Linked DNA regions of Mus musculus: region 2 is linked to region 1. The links are chromatin contacts, called in public HiChIP or PLAC-seq maps. All regions are on one chromosome and are shown on one strand. Each heading gives the region's core, a stretch centred on a gene start, on an enhancer-like site or on the middle of the called end of the contact. The rest is flanking DNA. Distances are from core to core; before and after follow the strand shown. Region 1 has its middle 37 kb from the start of Gm24207. Region 2 has its middle 27 kb from the start of Spry2.

Region 1 (4,786 bases), core at 1,000-3,499:
GTCGTGCTGTCTGCTTCTTAAAAGCAAATCCCCATGATTTCAATGAAAACCACTTTTAAAACTCCAGTCCGGGCGCTGGCAAGATGTCTCTGAAGGTAGTGGTGCCTGACGGCTTGAGTTTGAGCTCCTGAACCCCCATGGAGGAGAGAGAGAGCCACACTTTATAAGTTGTCTCCTGACTTTCACACACATGCAGAGGCATAGGCCGTCATTTGTGTGTGCTCTGCCCACCCAGAAAACAAACCTAAAACCGGAGGAAACCATTCGAGAAGCCATCAAGAAGACAGGCAGGAAATAGAGGCTGGTCTCTCTTTGCAGAGAGCTACTGGGTCTGGTACTCTCCATCACTCTGTCAGTCACACCACACACACATACACACACCCTTCTCTCTCTCCATTTTCCTCCCCACCCCTGTCAGGTGTGTTCACCTTAATTAAATTATCACTTCCGGGACATGAAGAAGCAGTTTCTTCTCTTGGCTTTACCAAAGAGTAGTAAGTTCTACAAATTAGCTTAGGCTCAGATGAATTCTGGAGAGCAGCCACTTCATGTAGAATATGGCGAGTAGCAAATAACCGTACTGGAAAGTGTGGCTTCTGCAGAGTTGTGTGTACATTGTGCAAATGTATTTCTCACAAAATAGGTTGTCAGCCTTCTGAGTTCTGAGTGGTTTGGTTGAGACATGTGATTTGGGCTGTGAAATTCTAATTGCTGTGCATTCATTGAGATCCAGAGTCTCCATTGCTGCCAGGCATTGCTAGTCAGTCATCCTGACAGAATGGGTTGTGATAGAGTATGACGTATTTTTAATTGAAAATAATTTCTTTGTCATGTGGTGGACTCTGACCTGTTTCCTTCTCCTTTATCCAGCCCCTTTTCTTCTTCCACCCACTCCATGCCTTTCACTCTCTTTAGAAAACAGGCTTTTGCCTTGATACGAACAAGATAAAATAAATGGAGGTGGGGAGAAAGTAGGAAAATCAACATTGTGTGTGTGTGTGTGTGTGAGTGTATATGAGCACACACACACACATGCACGCACATACACACCGTAAAGAGAAAATCCAAAGCCATACTACATAAGCAAAAAGCATGTAAGGTGAATAAAAATGCCCAAAGCAATCCAAGACAAAAAGTCTATGGAAATACCACTGAGTTCATTTTGTGTTGGACTTCTCCTCCTGGGCAATGAGACTGCCCTTGAGTGTGGTTTGTCTACCCTGGTTGAGACTCCATTGGTGAAGTGGTTGACATTTGGAGACAGCTTCTGGGGTGTGGATGAGGGCTGTGCTCACTTCCCGGCTCAGCACTGGGACCCCGTGTGGCTTGGACCTGTGCAGACCCTGTGTGTGCTGTCATGGGCTCTCTTGAGTTTGCATGTGCATCAGCCCTGCTGTGTACATAATCAAGGCCATGTTTCCTTGGTGTCTTCCATCACTATTGGCTTTTACATTCTTTTTGCCTCTCCTGAGCCCTGGCAGAAGGGGTTTGATGAAGACTTTAAGTAATAAATAACATCAGCTCACTGACAGCTATGAGCATAAAACATAAGGTTTACTTCATCTTGAGTTATGTGTCATCTGCGGAGGCCAGAGGTGCTGGGTCCTGGGGTCTGTGGTTCATAGGTGGTTGTGAGTTAACTTTTAAACACGTGTTCTCTGGAAGAGCAGCAATGACTGAGCCTTCTCTCCATCACCAAAAGCTTTAACTTTAAAAAGAAAATAGTGTTTAAAATACTTAAAGATATTTTAAATGTGCATTTTACACTTAAAAAGTTTTATTGTTTGACATATGAAGAGTCTTTGAAAAGACATTTCTCTAATCTTTAGAAACTCCAGGGGTGAAACCTTGTTTGAATGATTCTTAAAAGACCTTTCTCCAGGGCAGAGGTTACTAGTCAATGCCATGCGCCCTACATGATCAATTGGAGGTGTTTGCAAAGTTAACATCCCAGACGCAGTATCCAGAAGCCCCGGCCCCGTAAGTCTGCCCCAGTGACAGTCCATTTTCTGAGTTGAAGTTGTGGACTGACGTGTTGCCGGGAGTCCTCGCTCTTTGCACACATGTGATAGAAAATCGAGGAAATTAGCACACGTATGTAAGATTTCAAGGCATATAAAATTAGGTTGTAGGACTTAGGCAGTTTTTAGTTTGAGGCCTTGCCTTATGAATTAGGTGTTGAACACCTTTCTAGTTTTGATACCTCACTACCTATGACGTGACTGTAGAGCCAAATGACCAGAGTGTGGCAGTATTGGGACAGAATGTCACTTACTTTCTCCATTGTGATTAAAAAGAACATGAGTGTTTATCTCCCTCACACCAGCGATTTTTCTGACTGAACACATAGGATTTCTTTCTACTGGCATCTTCCCCTCCCCATCCTTGTAGTTTACAGTGACAGGCAGCTTTGTGTTACGGAAAGGAGTGACTTGGTACTCCAAAACAAGTTTAGACACAATGCTTAACCGAAGCCTCCGACTTCTTGCCTGTTTATTGGGAAGCACAGTCAGGGACCTGAGGTTCCAGGAGACCCAAGATAAGCATCCGTCCATCAAATGGCTGTTCTTCCTGACCTGCCGGTTAGCTTAACATTTACCTTCAAAAGCTGAAATAAGCTATTGTGTGACACCATCATATCTTTAAGTAACTTTGAAAGTCAGGGTGCCTAGGATCATATTAAACTACTGTTTATTCTTCTTTGTTACAATCAGAATTAAAGCAAAAGTTGCTTATGTGACATTTTTGTTTTGCTACTGTTACACATGGAGGCAACAAAGCATTCTAGCTTCAGCTGTTAGGAGGCTCACAGATCCTTCTGAAAAGGGGGCCCTCTGGCCAGCCTGTGGATTTCCTGTGGATTGATGTAACTCTTTTATGTACAAATGAGACAGTGCCCTGAAGTCCTGGATAGGGGAGTGAGTAGGACATCAACACGTTGTTTCTTATTCCAAGCTGGATTTCCTGTGCAGCTTCTGTTACTGAGGGTTAACTTTGGATTTAAACGAACATCTTTACTTCAAAAAGGAAACATTTAAATGAAAGGGTATGTCTGTTAGTCTCCACTATGGTGATAATTCAGGTCCAGTAAACATGGTCAAGTGTGCCTGCTTATGGTATTTGAAGGAATGATGGTTTTACTTGTGTATAAATATATCTTATACTCTATCCCCTGTTTTACCTTTAAAAGTAGTTCAACATGTTCATATGCATCTGCACACACATGTGTATACATACACCCACACATTAAAAAAGAAGTTTCTCTACCATGGCTCTGGGGGAAGTCTTTCTCTTTCCTCCTATCTTAATATTTTCACTCCAAATATCATTTCTGTCAATCCGATTAAGATAGTTCTTTGATTATCAACTTTTATATCTTTAATTTAGTATTTTTCTCAATGCTTACCACAGAACTCAGAAAACTCAGCAATGGGTGGAATCAATTCTGCTACCCGGGTCTCTGTGGATAGAAAGATGTTTTCTGACCTTTAGCTCTTAAGTTTAAAAGAAGTTTCATTTATAAACTGGAAAATGTGTTTGTTAAGGGAGAAGTTGTATGTGTGTGTGTGTATACACACACACACACACACACACACACACACACATGCATACACACATACACATTCATATATCCATATATATGTATATATATATATATACGTATAACCCATATATATATATATACATATATATGTATATATATATGGGTTAGAACAATTGAACTCGAAGTTTTCAGGTACCTTTTGCTTGAAACAGGGCTAAAATTAGGTCTTAAAGAGTAAATAGAAATATGTGGGAGGCTTATTAATCATTAAATGTTTTTATTTTTGTAAGGTGTCATTTTTAGATTTGATATTTACTTACGTGTGTGGGGGTGTATATACATGTGTGTGAGAGTGCCTGCAGAGGCCAGAAGAGGGTCCTAGAGTCTGACACCAGTCCTCTGGAAGAACAGCAGGTCTCTTAACAGCTGAGCCGTCTCTCCAGCCCCTGGTGTATTCTTTACATTTGCTGACAGGGTAGTAGGTTTCATTCTGGCATTCTCACATGCAGCTTGTTTCCGTCGCTCTTTGCTCTTCTTCCCATCTAGCACCCCTCTCACCCTAAGGAGTCATCTGACTCTTGCATTCTGTTTGCCTCTTTTGATATTCTTCAGAAGGAGCTAGTTACCTTTCCGATTCTCATCCCACTTCATTTGAGCCTCACTGTGGGTCTCAGTCGTTCTATTCATGCCTCATCTCTCTGCCTGGGGTCAGGTCTCTAGTATAATCATAGTCTCTATGTATCTTGAACGTAGTGTCTTCTCTTTTTAAAAATGTTAATATTTTTTTGAAATTATATACCATCCCCCTCCCTTTTCCTTACTCTAGTGCCCCCATGAACCTCTCTTCTTCTCTCAAATCCATAATCATCTTTAGTTGTTGTTATACAACCTGCTGAATGTGTATAATTTACTTGAATGTATGTGATCTCAGTGCTGACCACTTGGTATTGGAGAACCAGTTGTGGGACTCTTCCCTGGGGAGACCACTCTCAGCATTGCCCAGTTGCCCACAGTCCTTGTCTAGGGTTGAGGTCCTTCCTTCCGTGTCAGAATGTCCCTTAGTGTTGTCCTCATTCAGGACTTATTTGGGAAACCATGCTGATTGGATTGCGTGATTGTAGCCTGTTTGACGTTTCTAGTAGACAGTATCTTTCAAGATCAAATCAAGGGGCCAGCGACATGCCGTTCAGAGCACTCTGCTCTTGCTGAGAATCGAGTTCTGATTCTGAGCACCTACAGGAT
Region 2 (5,411 bases), core at 2,458-4,957, 560 kb after region 1:
GCTTCGATATCTATTTACACCAGCAGTTTTTTTGTTTTTGTTTTTGTTTTTGGTTTTTGGTTTTTTCGAGACAGGGTTTCTCTGTATAGCCCTGGCTGTCCTGGAACTCACTTTGTAGACCAGACTGGCCTCGAACTCAGAAATCTGCCTACCTCTGCCTCCCAAGCGCTGGGATTAAAGGCATGTGCCACCACCGCCCGGCTCACATCAGCAGTTCTTATCCTTGCATCGGAAGAGTATTGAAAGAGGTACCTCCATTATTTCCTTTAACCTCTTCCTGGCCAATACGTGGAGTATGTTCATGTATCTAGTAAGTCTTGGAAAAAAAGTTTCAGCGGGTGAAGTGCTTGCTGCACAGGTGTGCAGAGCCCAGTTCTGATCCTCACCAATGCCTTGGAAGACTGGTGGCATGTGGCTATAGCCCCAGCCCTAGGGTGGAAGAGATGGTGGGTCCCCTCCTGCCTAGCCAGTCTAGTTGAAATTTTAAATTCCAGTTCTAAGATTTATTTATTTATTTATTTATTTATTTATTTATTTATTTATGTGAGTACACTGTAGCTGTACAGATGGTTGTGAGCCTTCATGTGATTGTTAGGAATTGAATTTTTTTAGGACCTCTGCTCGCTCTGGTCTGGTCAGTCCCACTCACTCCGGTCAACTCTGCTCGCTCAATCCCTGCTTGCTCTGGTCCAAAGATTTATTTATTATTATACATAAGTACACTGTAGCTGACTTCAGATGCACCAGAAGAGGGCGTCAGATCTCAATACAGGTGGTTGTGAGCTACCATGTGATTGCTAGGATTTGAACTCAGGACCTTCAGGAAGAACAGTCAGTACTCTTACCCGCTAAGCCATTTCTCCAGCCCCTGAGGAGACATCTTAACAGCAGCATCTGGCCTCCAGGCAAGCCAGTATGGGTGAAGACACAGAAAGACAGAGAGATAGACAGACGGACACACCCACACACCCACACACACAAGATTAGGTAATCTTGCCTTTAATCCCAGCACTCAGGAGGCAGAGGCAGGCAGATTTCTGGGTTCGAGGCCAGCCAGGTCTACAACGTGAGTTCCAGGACAGCCAGGGCTATACAGAGAAACCCTGTCTCCAAAAACAAAAGATTAGGTAATCTTAGATAACCTAATATCTTGAAAGTATCAAAAAAGAAAATTACTTAAATTCACTATTAAGCCATTAACCCAGTAAATAGAGCCCTTAATACAGACAAAATGCTACAGTAGTACCACTAAGTAGTTCCAAAAACAAGATGGCATCTTTACCATTTATAGACTAGTAGTCTGCTTGAGAAGATTTGCTTGGTAATAGTACCAATAAAAGTCAAGAGAGAAAAAGAATACCAAACATGTTTGTTGTGAATATACTCAACAAATTTCCAGTCAATTTCTTACTCAGTCTGCTTATTCTAGGGAGTATTATACAAAGATAAGCGATCCTTGGGGGTTCAGAACAGAACCAGGGAACCATGGCCAGACAATACTAGACACACTGTAATATTTTATTTTTCTTTGCATGTTATTTTTGTTTTTCATGTTTATTTTCTGCTAGCATGTATGTACATCCATTACATGCATGCCTGTTGCCTAAAGAGGTCAGAAGAAGATATCAGACACGCTGAGACTGGAGTTACAGATGGTTGCAAGCCACCACGGGAGTACTGGGAAATGAACTGGAGTCCCTTGCAAGAGCAGCGTATGCGCTGGCCCTTGTGTTTGTTTTTTTGGTATTTGTTTTGTTTTGTTTTGTTTTGTTTTGTTTTCTTCTTTGGAGGAGAACATGGTTGGTTATGGATTAAATTCAGAGCTTTGTCCATGTCAAGCTCACAGTCTACCTACAACTGAGCAGCACCCACAGCCTGACCTGACCTGTAATAAATACAGTGCCTGGGTAAAGGAATCAACATGGCACAAATTAAGAACACAGATGATACATTTAAATAATAACAAGAGTTCGGGCAACAACAGTTAGCTTTTTGTTGGCCATTCAGAGGTGTGCTTGGAACTGAAAGCATGTATTTTATAGTTAGTTTTAGTTCAGTGATCATTAAAACCTTACCTCTGGCCTTGTGTAGAGAAGGGGAACGGGCTAGAGGGATGGTCCAGCTTGTGGCACAAGCTCTCTCAGAGGACTTGGATTTGGTTCCCAGGACTTAGATGATAGCTCATAACTATGTGGAACTCCCATTCCAGACTATCTGGTATCATCTCTCTTCTGTGGGCTCCAGGCATGCACAGGGTATGCACAGAGATACATGCAGGCAGAGCACGCATACTCATAAAATAAAAATAAACAAATCTAAATAAACACATAATATAAAGGGTTTTTTGTTGTTGTTGTTTTGGTTTCTTTTGTTTGTTTTAAAGGAAGGAAATGAAGTGGGCTAGTCTTGCGCACCGGACTCGACCAGCAAGAACGACGCTGCAACAGGATCCTTCTGCACACGTTTATTGGGAGAGCTTGATTGCAGAGGCGAAAAGACCCTGAGCCCAGAACTGGTGCTGCTTATATAGGCCTAGGAGAGGCGTGTCTCACACCCGGATTGGTTATGCACTATGCCTCATTTGCATGTTCCTCATCTGATTGGCTACTCTCTCTCTCTCTCTGTACCTCACAGAGCCTCATTATCATACCTCATTTGCATGTCTCACATCTGATTGGTTATACTCTCAAAGCCTCATTATCATGCCCGGGCCAGGCAGTGTCTTTGCAAAAAACTTTACTGCATATGTACACATTGGTTGTTTGTCCAAACTTATGCGTGGTGGCCAGCAGTAGTCAATGCCACTCTGCAACGGCACATGTGGCTTCCCACAGGCTAGGACCGTGATAACCTGCATAATGCTGAACATAGTGCTGAACTTCTTGTCACAGAGAGAGGTGGTGCTTGGCAGGACCAAGACTCCTTGAGGAGTTACACACCGTTAATAGTTGCTGGGGAAGAAGAGAAGTCTTCAAATGTGGAGCCACTTATCAGGTATCCATGTTCCTGTAAACCATCCTTCACCCATGCTCCATAAGCAACCCTAATAAGTTTTAAAAAAGAAGGTAGGGCGAGGGTGGGAATGAGGGGAAGGGATCGTTTAGGAAGAGGAAATGGATCTGTGGGAGGAGGTTGGGGAGGGGGGTATGACAAGAAGAGCCACGTGATCAAAATACGTTAGTTACATACATGTACGAAATAACATGATCAAATCTATTATGCATGATTAATATGCATCAATAAAAAGATTAGTATAAAAAAAAAAAACAAGTTAGAGCCAGGCGGTGGTGGCGCACACCTTTAATCCCAGCACTCAGGAGGCAGAGGCAGGCGAATTTATGAGTTTGAGGCAACAAAGTGAGTTCCAGGACAGCCAGGGCTACACAGAGAAACCCTGTCTCAAAAAACCAAAAGGAAAAAAAAAAAAAAGTAAGTATCATAGTCGGCTTTGGTTGTAGCTTAGTGATAGAATGTTTGCTTGCCTTGTATATGTAAGGGTCTAGGTTCAATCACTGTTCGGCAAAACACAAAAAGAATGAGAGGGGGAGGGGGAGAGAGGGAGCCAGCATAAACTGATGCTGGGGTTGTGGGGAAAATCTAATGTGTAGCAAAGGTAAGCTGGCATTGTGAGAGGCTAGGGCAGCCAGCCGACGTCTGGCCGAGGAATCTGGGAAAAGGCTCTCCCAGAACGTGAGATTCACATAGGAGTCTACATCTGGGGAGAGGAATAAGATGAAATTCCAGGCTAAGGAGAGTTGGAGTAACAGCTGAGCAGTGTTGCTCCAGGAAGTTTGGAGGGCGAGCGAAGGAGCACAGGGGCAGCTGTGTTTCGAGAGGTCAGCGTGTGGAACGCGTGTACTCACTCCTTGGGGAGAATTCTGTGCAGCCACGTTTCAAGTATCAGTTGTGAGTTTGAGGAAGAAAGCTTGCAGAAACTCTCTGTGGGAAAGGGTGAGGCTCAGCCCTTTTCCAGGTCAGGGCTCCAAATGACTGCTGCGTTCAAGGACTGGGGAGCAATGTCTACATCTTGCCCAGGCAAGAGAAGGAGATGGGAGGATAGAGTTTCCTTCCCACGGACCCTAGGAAATCTTTAACTCAGACCCCTACCTGACCCATACACTAAAGAAACACTCATTAATCATCTAATTATGAAAACTCTGGCTTCTAACTTGAACAAATTTATAAACTAGTTATGACAGCTTTTCGGAAGAAAAAATACCTTTCCTCATCCCGTAAATTAAAAGAGTGGTCTTAAGTTATAGATATTTACGGTGAGAAAAACTTGGAAATTGTTCAAAAGCCTAACATGGAGGAAGAAATTAGTTGTGACTTTATAATTATTTGCATTCTGATATAATATGTTTGTTCTTCCGAGTAGATAAATTTAAAAATGGTGTTTTTCTTCCACAAGAATCTCTGAGGCTTCCTTATTTACACAGCTCAGTGATTTATGAGACACATTTTTATGCTCTTGTTTTTTTTTTTAAAGCAAAAACAAAAATGCTTAAGAATTGTTATTCTTGGAAATAGTTGTGTTCACTAAAGAATAGTGCTCTTTCTTAAAAATGCTTAACTGTGTTCTTCCACTAAATTTTGCTTCTGATTTATTAAACATTTTTTAAAGAAGCATTAATGATGAGATATACTTTGCTTGTAAAAACAGACAGACAACAGACAACCAGAAATATTCAAGTAACCATCTAAATAGGGATGTTAAAAGTCCCTTCGTGTCCGCTGCTCTTTGCAGGAAGAATTAAAGTTTTCCTGTAAAAACGCTGGCAAATGTTTAGGAAGGTTTTTATTGGCTCGTGGACAGAGATAGGGTTTTCTCAAAAGACAGGCAGCGAGGATCCCATGTGCCAGTGTTAGGGGCGAGGCAGCCATGCTAGACACAGAGTGGGGGTTCTTCTCAGTAATTTGAACTTTTACCCCAGAGAATCTGTCACTAAATGTGTGCACCAGCCGTGTTCATACTTGATCCATGCTCAGCAAAAGGCAGTCCAGGCATGTTAAAGTTTATCTTAATTTAAGAAGTTGAGTCCAGCAGGATAAGAAAACCCCTCCCACACCCTCAGCCCCTATCTTCCTGCTTCCCCCACCTGTTAAAAACAGATGTGCTCCAGTTTAAAACGTGTTGGTATCTTTTCTAACAGTGTGGGAGATCAATAAGGAGACAGGCAGAGATTCAACTCAAATTTTCCTTACGAAGAGCAAGTGTTGCTTTGGGCAGGAACTTATACCCCAAGGGTTTCCTCCCCAAAGCTTTGACTTTGATCATTATGTACAGGCAGAAGAATTACATTAATGCCAGATAAACTTTATCACAAAGATACTGTGTTATATTTTGAAATATGTTCACATTCTTGAAAGAAAATGTAACATGTCCATTAAAATGAATTTTACTGGAAGAT

Evidence for each region. HiChIP or PLAC-seq counts read pairs in DNA pulled down with a chosen protein or histone mark.
Region 2: a contact with region 1 is called in an H3K27ac HiChIP or PLAC-seq map of embryonic stem cells, with 4 times the contacts expected there. The contact joins two enhancer-like sites. A contact is called at or near these places in 1 of 39 promoter capture datasets (hippocampal neurons), 5 of 484 Hi-C or Micro-C datasets (the C2C12 cell line, cortical neurons, cranial neural crest and 2 more), 5 of 115 datasets of contacts at active chromatin or transcription factors (embryonic stem cells and trophoblast stem cells) and 1 of 9 other capture datasets (embryonic stem cells).

Annotation. Positions count from the first base shown.
Region 1 is chr14:105,311,807-105,316,592 of GRCm38.p6, forward strand. No RefSeq gene overlaps it. Among named protein-coding and RNA genes, the nearest start is that of Gm24207, 37 kb to the left of the region's middle. Within about 2 kb of position 2,250, at least 16 of the 459 cell types and tissues checked have an H3K27ac peak or open chromatin away from gene starts, as enhancers often do.
Region 2 is chr14:105,866,729-105,872,139 of GRCm38.p6, forward strand. No RefSeq gene overlaps it. Among named protein-coding and RNA genes, the nearest start is that of Spry2, 27 kb to the right of the region's middle. Within about 2 kb of position 3,708, at least 24 of the 459 cell types and tissues checked have an H3K27ac peak or open chromatin away from gene starts, as enhancers often do.